Regions from separate parts of the Mus musculus genome. Here region 1 is linked to region 2. A link is a contact called in public promoter capture Hi-C data. All regions are on one chromosome and are shown on one strand. The core of a region is the stretch at or near the end of the contact, and the rest is flanking DNA. Distances in the headings are between cores, read along the strand shown.

The links. Capture Hi-C pulls out chosen DNA fragments and counts their contacts.
Region 1: a contact with region 2 is called in a promoter capture Hi-C map of adipose tissue. The contact joins the promoter of Ttll7 here to the promoter of Uox in region 2. A contact is called at or near these places in 10 of 39 promoter capture datasets (the C10 cell line, the SN4741 cell line, cranial neural crest and 6 more), 1 of 115 datasets of contacts at active chromatin or transcription factors (embryonic stem cells) and 3 of 9 other capture datasets (adipose tissue, embryonic stem cells and liver).

What each region holds. Positions count from the first base shown.
Region 1 is chr3:146,848,445-146,853,721 of GRCm38.p6, reverse strand. It overlaps Ttll7 (tubulin tyrosine ligase-like family, member 7), which reads right to left and starts at 1,355. Exons shown (of 21, transcript NM_001357217.1): 1 at 1,133-1,355.
Region 2 is chr3:146,594,889-146,599,860 of GRCm38.p6, reverse strand. Uox (urate oxidase) reads right to left here and starts at 2,712. Exons shown (of 8, transcript NM_009474.5): 1 at 2,628-2,712. The coding sequence starts at 2,657. It overlaps Dnase2b (deoxyribonuclease II beta), which reads left to right. Exons shown (of 7, transcript NM_019957.4): 2 at 3,354-3,573. The coding sequence starts at 3,461.

The sequences.
Region 1 (5,277 bases), core at 106-2,605, 260 kb before region 2:
ACATAGCATCACTTGAGTCTCGGCTTATTTATCACCCTGCTGTGAGTGATTCAGTCTCGCACCCCATAAGCTAGATCACTGTTCTTCCTTTGAATGTTACCCAAAAACTAAATAGCCATTTCCAGATTGCTTACTGTGCTGCTAATTGATTCTCCCGAGGCTCGAGCATCCAGCATCACCCAAAAGCAGGTTAGGCATCTCAGGCCCAGCTCTCCGACAGAGTATTGTCCAAATATACATTTTTTTTTCTAGATGCTAAGGAAATGGACTTTTTCTGCACAGGGTCGCAGGGCAATGTGCAGAAAGTTTACAGGTTGCTGTCACTAGTGTTTGAGACTACTCCTATGAAAATTAATATTATACTTAATATCTAATAGTGCATAAGTGGACCCAACACTGACTGATACAGTAGACGATCCACGGATGTTGGAGAGAGGGAGATCTGGATTCAAATTCTTGTTCTGTGACCTTGAGATTGTAATTTAAGCTCTCTCTTCCTCACTTTCCAGAACTGGTTCTGAGTTGAAGTGATACAATTATACACACACACACACACACACACACACACACACACACACACACACACACGCCCCTAATATATGATATTACTCATGATTCCTATACATCTTTTCTTTTTTGAATCCGTCAAACCAATGCTGAATATAAGACAAATTCTATAAAAAAAATTTTTCAGTTTGGGGGGATGTTTTGATATCAGATAAAGTGGATGTCTAGTGGGATGAGAAGTGGAGAAAGGAGACGTGTGGGAAAAGAGATCTCACTGACACACTTTCAAGAATACACAACATGCTTTGCTCAAGCAGGTTGACACTGGGGCTGGGGACAGAATATCATGACAGCTCAACCCAGCGGGGGACTGGGAGTTCTGCCCACTTCATCCTGCCAGAGAGAGTCTAGAAACTGAAGTGGGACCCCACAAATAATCCCGACCAGTCCCCTCCTCCTTCTGCCCAAACCACTGGGCGCCAATGATGCTGAATCATGAGCCTGGCAGCAGCCGCCCTCCTCAGCCGCTTCCACCCTGGCAAGTCTCCAGGACAGGCACTGGAGGGAATGGGCGCAGCGACCTGGGGTGTGGAGGAGAGGGGCGGGGGCAAGGGCAGGTACTCACAGCTGAGGCACCTCTCTGGCTGGATCCAGTGGCCGGTCTCTTGGTGGCCCACACTCCCCGCCAGCGGCTGGCGGCTCCCCGGTCGGTCCACTCCGCGTGTCGTCTTGGGATCACCTCAGCTCGCCCACCCCCCCGGGGCAGCCGCGGTTCAGAGCTTAGAAGCTCGACCGGACCAGGAGCAGCTGGAGCAGCTGTCGTGCCCAAGGGGGTGGTAGCTACCGATGGGCCAGACCATTTGCCCACTGCGCCCAGGGGTGCGCATCGTGCATGGAGGTACAAGCACCAGGACCTCGAGAGGGCTGGAGACGGGCAGAAGAAACCAAGGAAAAGAAGGGTCCTCTACCCACAACTAGGCCTGAGCGCTAAGGACCTCCTGGACCCATGGCTTCTCATCTAGGTATGCAGAAGAATGAGCTGGGCTTTCCAGGGCACCCCTCACCCCGTCTTATTCTTGGTCCCGCTCAGGGAGCGTTCAGAACGCCTTTAACAGAGGACCTAGCAACGCAAGCTCCAGGGTGCCATCCCCTCCTAAGGGGATGCTAGGGGAGCTGGCCTGACATCTATCTGGGCCACCTCCTTCTTCATCTTGTGACCCAGACCACCAGGTCCCAAGTCCACATGTCAGCTTAACACACAGGAGTGCCTAAGATCTCGCAAAAGGGCTCTTCTGGTCTTTTATTACTATTTAGCTATATTTAGATAATAATAATAGAGTATCAAAAGTCAACCTGAAAGTAAGATCAAGTGAGCGCCCTTGCATCAGGATGTCTGAGGAGCTTAGAGCCCGCTAACAAAATCTCAACACGGAAGTTGGAAAACGTAGATTGAAGGGGTAGACACTTTGGACAGAGCTATGATAAAGTCCAGAAGAAATTCAAGAATAGTTGTGCTTTCTTGTTCATGAGTTCAGTCAGTTTCTGTTCATGATTACTGTCTTGGTAACCCGGAAATAATCGTTATCTCACATGAGATGAACCTCACAGGATAGGGAAAGTTCATAAGCATGAAATTTCTTTGACTTCCACAGTTCGTGCCCAGCCAGACTCACGTACGTTTCCAGAACACAATGGTTAACAACCAACTGTATAGCTCTCCATCTAGAAGAAAATTGGCAGTTACCTATAAAATAAGACTAGGGTGGGGTGTTTTATGTATCCCAAATAAAATGAAATTTCACAACTTAAAGTTACTGTTTCTGGAATAAACTGGCCCCTTGAATAACACCAATTGAGCACTTACATGAACATTACAGTGGAAGTATTTTCAATTCTAGCCTTCACTTGCTACTCTACTCCTATTGAGATCAGTGGGAATGCTGCTGGTTTTCAGATGGGGCTTTAACTGGCGTAGAACAGACGCTGACCATCTGGACTTAACACTGGAGGTGGGGGATGGGGGAAATACACTGTAAACCTTAACATAGCTATCACTGGGACCTGGGTGTGAGTCTGACCCTTGTGAAAACTGGGTTTTATGAAAGAGAAGAGATATTTGGGTATCTAAGATGGATGTCACCCTGGTGTGGAAAAGGAGACCAGAAAGGGGTAAATGGACGTTTCCCAGAAGAGCTGGGACATCAAAGTCAGAAACTCAATGGAGCATTCCGTGAGGGTGAGGATCATGATGCCAGTCTTACACTATCATTACTCTCTGCCTACACCTCACACTACACGTACATGTCAGACCACCATTCTTCCAATCTCAAGCAAGAGGGAGAGTCACTACCAACGTTGAAGCTCAAGACAGCATTTACAGGACTTAGGAACAGACATTGCTTTTCCGTATGGTGTGCTATTGGGATAAGGTAAACTGACGTTGCACGTCATCATAAGCATAGCCAATATCCCTAGAGCCCAGCGTTGCTGGGGAACCCAGAGAGCCAGCTCCCTAGAGAAGCCAACAGCTTCAACACAGGGCACATGGCCTCAGTCTCAGATAGGTACAGCTCTCGCCACACTCAACTGTTCCCCTATTAAAGGTGGCAGCAAAAGATTTCAAGAGATGCCTAAAGATAGAAATAGATATAGAAAGAAGGGATATGGCCTATGGCCACCTAGGGACCTGCTGTGTCTTGTGTCATCTCTAGCCACCTATTTGAAAGTTGATGTTCCTAGCACATATGTCTCTGAATGAAGAAAGGGAATGTTTTATGACAACTTGGGAAGTTGTCAAAGTAGGGTGTCACAGATCCTGCGCCCCTGTTCTTTTTCAATGTCCTGTAAACCTAAAGATACAGTAGGGCCATAAAGGGGAAAAATCATTTTCTAAGATAAATACATGAGGTTTTACATCTATGAACTACTTCTCTAATCCTCATGACAAAAGACAGAAGACTTTCTGTGGTGAACCAAGCTTGACTTACGGGAAGGATAGCTATTGTCCAAGGTTGCTTTAAACTTTACTTACATGTCGGTTAGTGAGGCAAATTCATTTGTATTCACAAACAAGCATGATCTGAGAATCTTTTAAAATGTTGCCTTGAAATGATGCTAAGAAAGGTGAAAACAGCGCTTGATGCCTTTGACAAAATTAAATCGTGGTAAGCTGCTCAATGCGGAAGGCTTATCAGAGCATATTCACTCCGCCTCTGATATATGTCAGATGAGGCCTGCGTTTGCACCATCCCAAATATTCGGTTGAAGATGTGAATCGTGTAGGTTTTCCTGGTCTGCCTTGAGCTAGTACTTAGTAAATGATTAGTATATCTGGGGTAAATATTACAACCCATCCATCATAGAGACAAAGAAACCACTAGTTAAAAATGGCAACCCTAGGCGAGAAGCTGCTTTCCAGCTTGAGCCAAGGCCTGGCATCCCCCTCATTTACCATTGTGGTAATCTGCCACTCGGAAAGCAAGCCGTGAGTTCCACACCAATCTCTTTCATACTTCTGTATTTATTTTTGGTTTCTTGACACAGTCTCGCTATGAATCCCAACAGTCTACCAAGTGTTGGGCATAGAGGTTTACACCAGTGTGTTCAGCCATACTTCGTTTGACATCTATTTGCACCATTCATTTCTGAGAGAGATGAGTCATTTCTCACATGTGAGGATTAGATGCTAACGCTCTCATGGGAAACACTGCTTAGGTTCTCAGAATCTGAAATGGGTGATAGTTGAGCATGCATCTAGCCAGTGACTCCCGAAAGCTTTATGCAGTTTTTCTCAGGAGCTTAGGACGAAATCTGGAATCTGTTTTGTGATGCCCCTTAGTTGATTCAAGGACACACACAGCTTGACCCTGAGCAAAACAAGAATAATAGGGAGCCCCTCTCCCTTCCTCCATCTCCCTCTCTCTCCTCTCTTTCTCCCATCCCCTCTGTCTTCCCCCCATTGTCTGTGTCTCCCTATTCCTCAGCCCGTCTCTCCAGTCTTCCGGACTTAACTCTTTACCCCAACCATTAACTGAGCAGAAAACAAGAAATAGTTATTTAAACTAAATAGAAACGTATCTACTGTGTGTAGAACAGCTTTCTGTGTTCTTTTCAATATTCCTTTATTGCACTTATTTATATATGCATGACCCGGCACCCGTATGGAGGTCGGAGACAAGTTAAAGGAGTGATTTTTCTCCTTCCAGTATGTGGTCCTGGGTATGAGACTTAGGTCAGCAGGCTTCATAGCAAGTGCTTTACCCACTGAGCACCTTTACCCAACCCAGAGAGCACTCTTACGGAAAATAGTGCTTCAAATTGTTTTATATGTGTATAATTTTTGGAGAATTGACGTGTTTATAATACTATCATTTCTCACCTAGAAGGCGATAGGTGTTTGTAGTTTTCATGCTCTGCGCCCTGTACCTTTCTTACTGAACTCACCTCAGAATGTTACATACAACATCTATCTTCTGAATCCAATGTTCTTCCCAAATCACTGAGCTATTTCCTGGATAGGCAAGGGCCAGTGTTCTCTGCAGTTTATCTTGTGTTTATCCAATGCAACCGAAGGTCGTGTTTCATCATGGAAGCCTCAAGAGAATTTTCTAAAAAGTGGGGAGGCCTATATTCAGGAAAGGTAACTTCATCTCTTTTCTGTCATGAATCCCTTTGTCTCATTGGTGGCTAGAGATGCCAGTGTAAGATTACGGAGGTGCTTGTGTGACTGACTCCCCATGATGCCTAAAGACGTAATGTTTTGTACATAAA
Region 2 (4,972 bases), core at 1,463-3,962:
AACTACAGCCACAAGTGGAAAGCACACACCAGTAGAAAGATATCTTGACAGGGATAGATGATTGGGCATGAGGCAAATAACAAGCAAATATTTGAAAAATTAATGCGGGGGGGGGTGGATAAAGTTAGGAAGCTAAGAAGATGGCTCAGAAGTGCTTCACACCCAAGCACAATGGCTGGAGTCCAATCCCCTCCACTTGCACACACGAGTGCACATGTGCACATGAGTGTGCGCACACACACACCTCTACACATGTGCATGCATCCTTCATATAGACATATGAATAAAAAGAAAAATTCTACTAATGGGTTATTAATCAGATAAGAATCTGTTGAACACAATTTTTAAAAAAGGATTGGTTATTTTTGAGAGGTGGACTACGTAACAGATTGATTCTCTAGAGAATGCAAAAAGCCAAATAAAGACTCAAAGCTGGGGCTGGAGAGTGGCTCTGCAGATGGAGCTCTTCTTGCTTTGGCAGAGGAGCTGAGCTGGTTTCCAGCGCCCGTGTCTGGTTGGCCATAACTACCTGTCACCTCCAGCTACAGGGGGATCCAAGCCTCTGCCCTCTGAGCACACTGCACCTGTGTGCACACAACAGACACACACAATTAAAAATAAAATACAATATTTGTAAGAGGAGCCCAGTGCTAATGCAGACACCAGGAGCTGGAATACATGAATGATGAAAACATACAAGGATGTGAGAAAGGCAGAGAGAGGAAGAGTTGCCCTCTAAATAAGCAGGATTCAAATCTTCCAGAAACACAAGGTCAGTCTATTTCCAAGCCAGGAGCTCTTCCCGGTTTACTTGGTCACATGGAGAAGAAAGCAATTTCTACTGATTTTACAAATCCTTAGGCTGTGAACATAAGCAGCTCGTTTTCACTTCTGGAACCTAACGGCAGCTTTGTGATCAGGGCAGAGGATAATTTCTGTGCTTTCCCCCTTGCCCTCCACACATCACAGTGCTGGGCTTGTGACATTTTAGCAAATGACCCTGGAGTATACACAGCATGGCTTCAGAAGCAAGGGGCATCATGAAAACTATTCTGTCCTGTTTTCAGATTCCTTAGTCAGCAAACCTCAGGCTTCTCTCTATAATGTCACTTCATTGGTTTTAGTAAAAAGAAAAAAGAAAAAGAAAAAAAAAAAAGGACAAGTTGGCATGTAGGAGTTGGGGCCATGCTGGAATCCCTGTAAACTCAACAGCCGGTTACAGTGTTTGACAGCGAAGCGGTTACATAAGGAGTGTTGTTGACAGACAGCCCACATGATAGAGTCAGCTACACCAAAAAAGAAAGTTTATTAAAAGTGTCTTTCCGGACCTTGCAATGAAATTGGATTTAGCAAATGAAACCTAAACACAGATGTCCTTCAGTCCCACTCGCAGGAAGGTAAGGATGGCTAACACTTAAGGGTCATTTACTAAAATGTCACGAGCCCAGCACTGCAATGTGTGCACGGCAAAGAGGAAAGCGCAGAAATTATCCTCTGCCCTGATCACAAAGCTGCCGTTAGGTTCCAGAAGTGAAAACGAGCTGCTTATGTTCTCAAAATGATTCGACAAAGCCAGCACATGACGTGCCCAATATTGTACCTTTCTTAAAAGAAGTGAATGATACTTTTTTCATTTTAAAATAAATTAAACTTCATGCAAGGAATATTTTTATTGTTCACAGCAATTGAAATTGTTTTTCTGAGCACTATTATAACCTATAAATCAAAATGCAGGAAAGGCAGGAAGAACGTTTGTTGATTTACTTGATTCTGGCAGCTCTCTGGTAGAAAGCTGCTGGTCTGCTGGATTAGAACATCATTCAAGCTGTTCTCAGGGCAGTGGGTTGAAATTTTAGGATGAACCTGCACTGCCAACAAACTTGTTTAAAGTATAAGTTCTGGGAGCCTGGAAAATAGCTCAGTTTATAAAGTACTTGCCACCCAAGCATGGGGATCCGAGTTCAGTCCCCCAGAAGCCACATTTAAAAGGCTGGCCATGGTGGCAAGCACCTATAAGAGGATTTCTAGGGCTGATGGGCCAGCCAGCCCAACCAAGATAGTGAACGCCAGGCCAGTGGAAATCCTTACCTCAAACAATTAAGACAGAATGATTGAGGAAAACACCCAATATGAACTTCAGACCTCACTCACACACATACACATGCTATTGTACACACACACACACACACACACACACACACACACACACACTGGATTCCTGACCCCAGCTGGAGGGAGCCCGATTCTGATCATTTGAGATAAAGCCCAGAATTCTGCTCTTTTGTGGGTAACACAGATAAGGTGAGTTTTGTCAGTGGGTCATAGCACTCCTTGGTCCTCTGTCTTAGGAGAAACAGAGCCACAAGCCCTTCCTTTCCTACAAATGAGAGTCCTGAAGAATACCAGCAAGGCTAGTCCATAGAAGTGACCTGATCTTCAGGGCTCTGGTTTGGTCTGGGTCTCCAAGATGACTCCAATCTGAGTCTATAATCATGGAGAGACAGAGCAGAGCCACCGTGATTCCCAGGCATGAAGTGACTAAGCATGACAGCTGAGTGTAGATTCGAGAAAAGTGAAAAAAATACTTGCAGATGTATGTGTATCTATCTACCTTTCCCTCCTCTCACCTTTCCGTAGTTGTCATGGTAATGGGCCATTTTTCCCTCAGCCTTTAACTTCAGGTTCGATTTCAAGAATGAGACGGAATGGTGTGAAGCGAAGAGTGGTTGGTAAAGGGTTTTATTTAACCCCGAAGAGTAGGCGATCAATACTGCCCTGATTGCATAGTGGACAGTGAGACACAAAGGCCTTTCAAAGCCAAATGCCTCGCTGAGTGGTCAGAACCAGGGGTGTGTGGAAGATAATGTCAACATTTTTGCTGAAACTCAATTGAATTTGCTCTTAGTTTGAAGCAACCTTCAGAATAGTGGTTAGAAGTTATTCCCTTAAAGACAGGGGTTATTATAGGTTATTAACCTATTACATAGGCTACTATAGGACAGATCCTAATTATTAAGAAGGCAAAGGCTTTGTTGTTTCTAGCTAATGTATGAATTACATGCATTTACACGTACGGATAGTCAACTAGAAGAGAAAAGAAACACGGAACACACCTTACTCAACATCTGTTTGTCAGGAATTCCTTTTCTCGAGCGCTTCACATTATTGAACTCACATCAAAGAGTTAACTACATGGGTAGCTGAGTAAATACCCCTTTCCCTCCAGATTTTTCTATGACTTTTGCAAGCTAGTCGACAACTGAGCACAAAGGCTCCCAGAGTCACACTGGAATGTTGTGACAGAACCCATCAGATGACATGGGACTCAGCCTCTTCTGTTTGTGCCCAAACAGTGAACAGCAAAAGTGAACCGACCCGCAAGGGAGCCAACGCGGCCTGAGAAAGACCTGACACTCTGACTCCACAGTCCCCTGCATGGAATGAAGGCCACAGATAGAAAATGACAGCAAAGCCTCTAAGAACAGTTCTTTCTTTGCTCTTCTTTGCCCTCTCTGGGGTCCTGGGGACACCAGAAATCTCATGCAGAAATGAATATGGTGAAGCTGTGGACTGGTAGGTAAAAGAAATGGGTGATTTAAATGTGCAAATAGAAAGTCTGGGACTGTCTCTGGTGACCCTAAGGAAAACCTCCACCAGGCTTCCTCCCTTTAAAATGAAAGAGACTGGGGCTGGGGATATGGCTGGATTGGCAGGATGCTTGCTTAGCATGCATGAAGTTCAAGGCTCAGTCTCTAGTGACACATAAACTGGGCAGGATGGCACACATGTGTAATCTCAGCACGTGGCCTGGGGGGGGGGGGGCAGAGTTCAAGAACATCCTCAGCAATGACATGAGTTCTAGGCTAGCCTGGCTTGTAACAGATAGTGTGTTAAATAAATGAATAGATGCATTAATTAACTTAAAAGAACGAGATTAAAGTGCGTAAACAGGCTCAATTCCCAGGTGGAGCTGTCTGCCGAGTGTGTGAGATAGCCCTGAGAGCTGGCTGCCAAGTGTGTGAGATAGCCCTGAGAGCTGGCTGCCGAATGTGTGAGATAGCCCTGAGAGCTGGCTGCCAAGTGTGTGAAATAGCCCTGAGAAAGTGCCAAGCAGCTTTCTGGAGCCTGAGTCGGTCAGTACTCTTGGGAGGACAGGGCTGGGAGGCAGAAAGGGACAGAGCTGATAACTGTCAGCTGGCAATGTCCTTTCATTGCATGTACCTGAGACACAAGGCTGGCAAAGCTTGTGACCTTTTCTAAAGCCGAGCTGTATCTTTCTTCTGATGGGGACAAGAAGAAGCGCTTGATGGTGCCCAGCATTGTTTGGCTAACCTTCGTTCACGAGGCAACCCAGGCAGTAGACAGGAGGTTATTGGTCTCTAGCACAGTGTCAAAGAGATGAACTACACTAAGTCTCTGTGGTGAGACCCTCCTAGGAGCTGTGGCCACATTGCTGTGCTTCAGCTCTGGAGTTCGAGTCTGCCGTGGTGGTTGACGTCATAGTGTGACGTTCAGGCTAAAGATCAGTTCAGTCTTTCAGCGTTTATAGGTTCTGACTAGGCCCTGCCCCAAGTTTTAAAGACACACGTATAAAAAACACATAGTTCCTTCTGTCGAGGGGCTCAGATTTGTGGGATAGACATAGGACATTGGGGAGTACACAACCCGGAAGGCTTCCTCGAAGAAGTAATTTTGAGCTAAGTTTTAAGAATAATTATTAAATTGTTTTTAAAAATAGTGAGGAGATGCCATGGGAGTTCCAGCCAATAGAGGGTCAAAGAAATTGCAGAATCCAGGAGCAGCCTGTCGAGTTTGTCATTTGAAGTGGTGTCGTGTGCAGAGGTGTCTGCAGACAAACCACAATGGGGGGCATAGGTCATGAAGGACTTCCTGGGCTGTGCCTTGGGATTTGAACCTGATGTTTGAAAGGGAACTGCTGAAGGACTTGGAACAAGATGGTGACATATTCTGC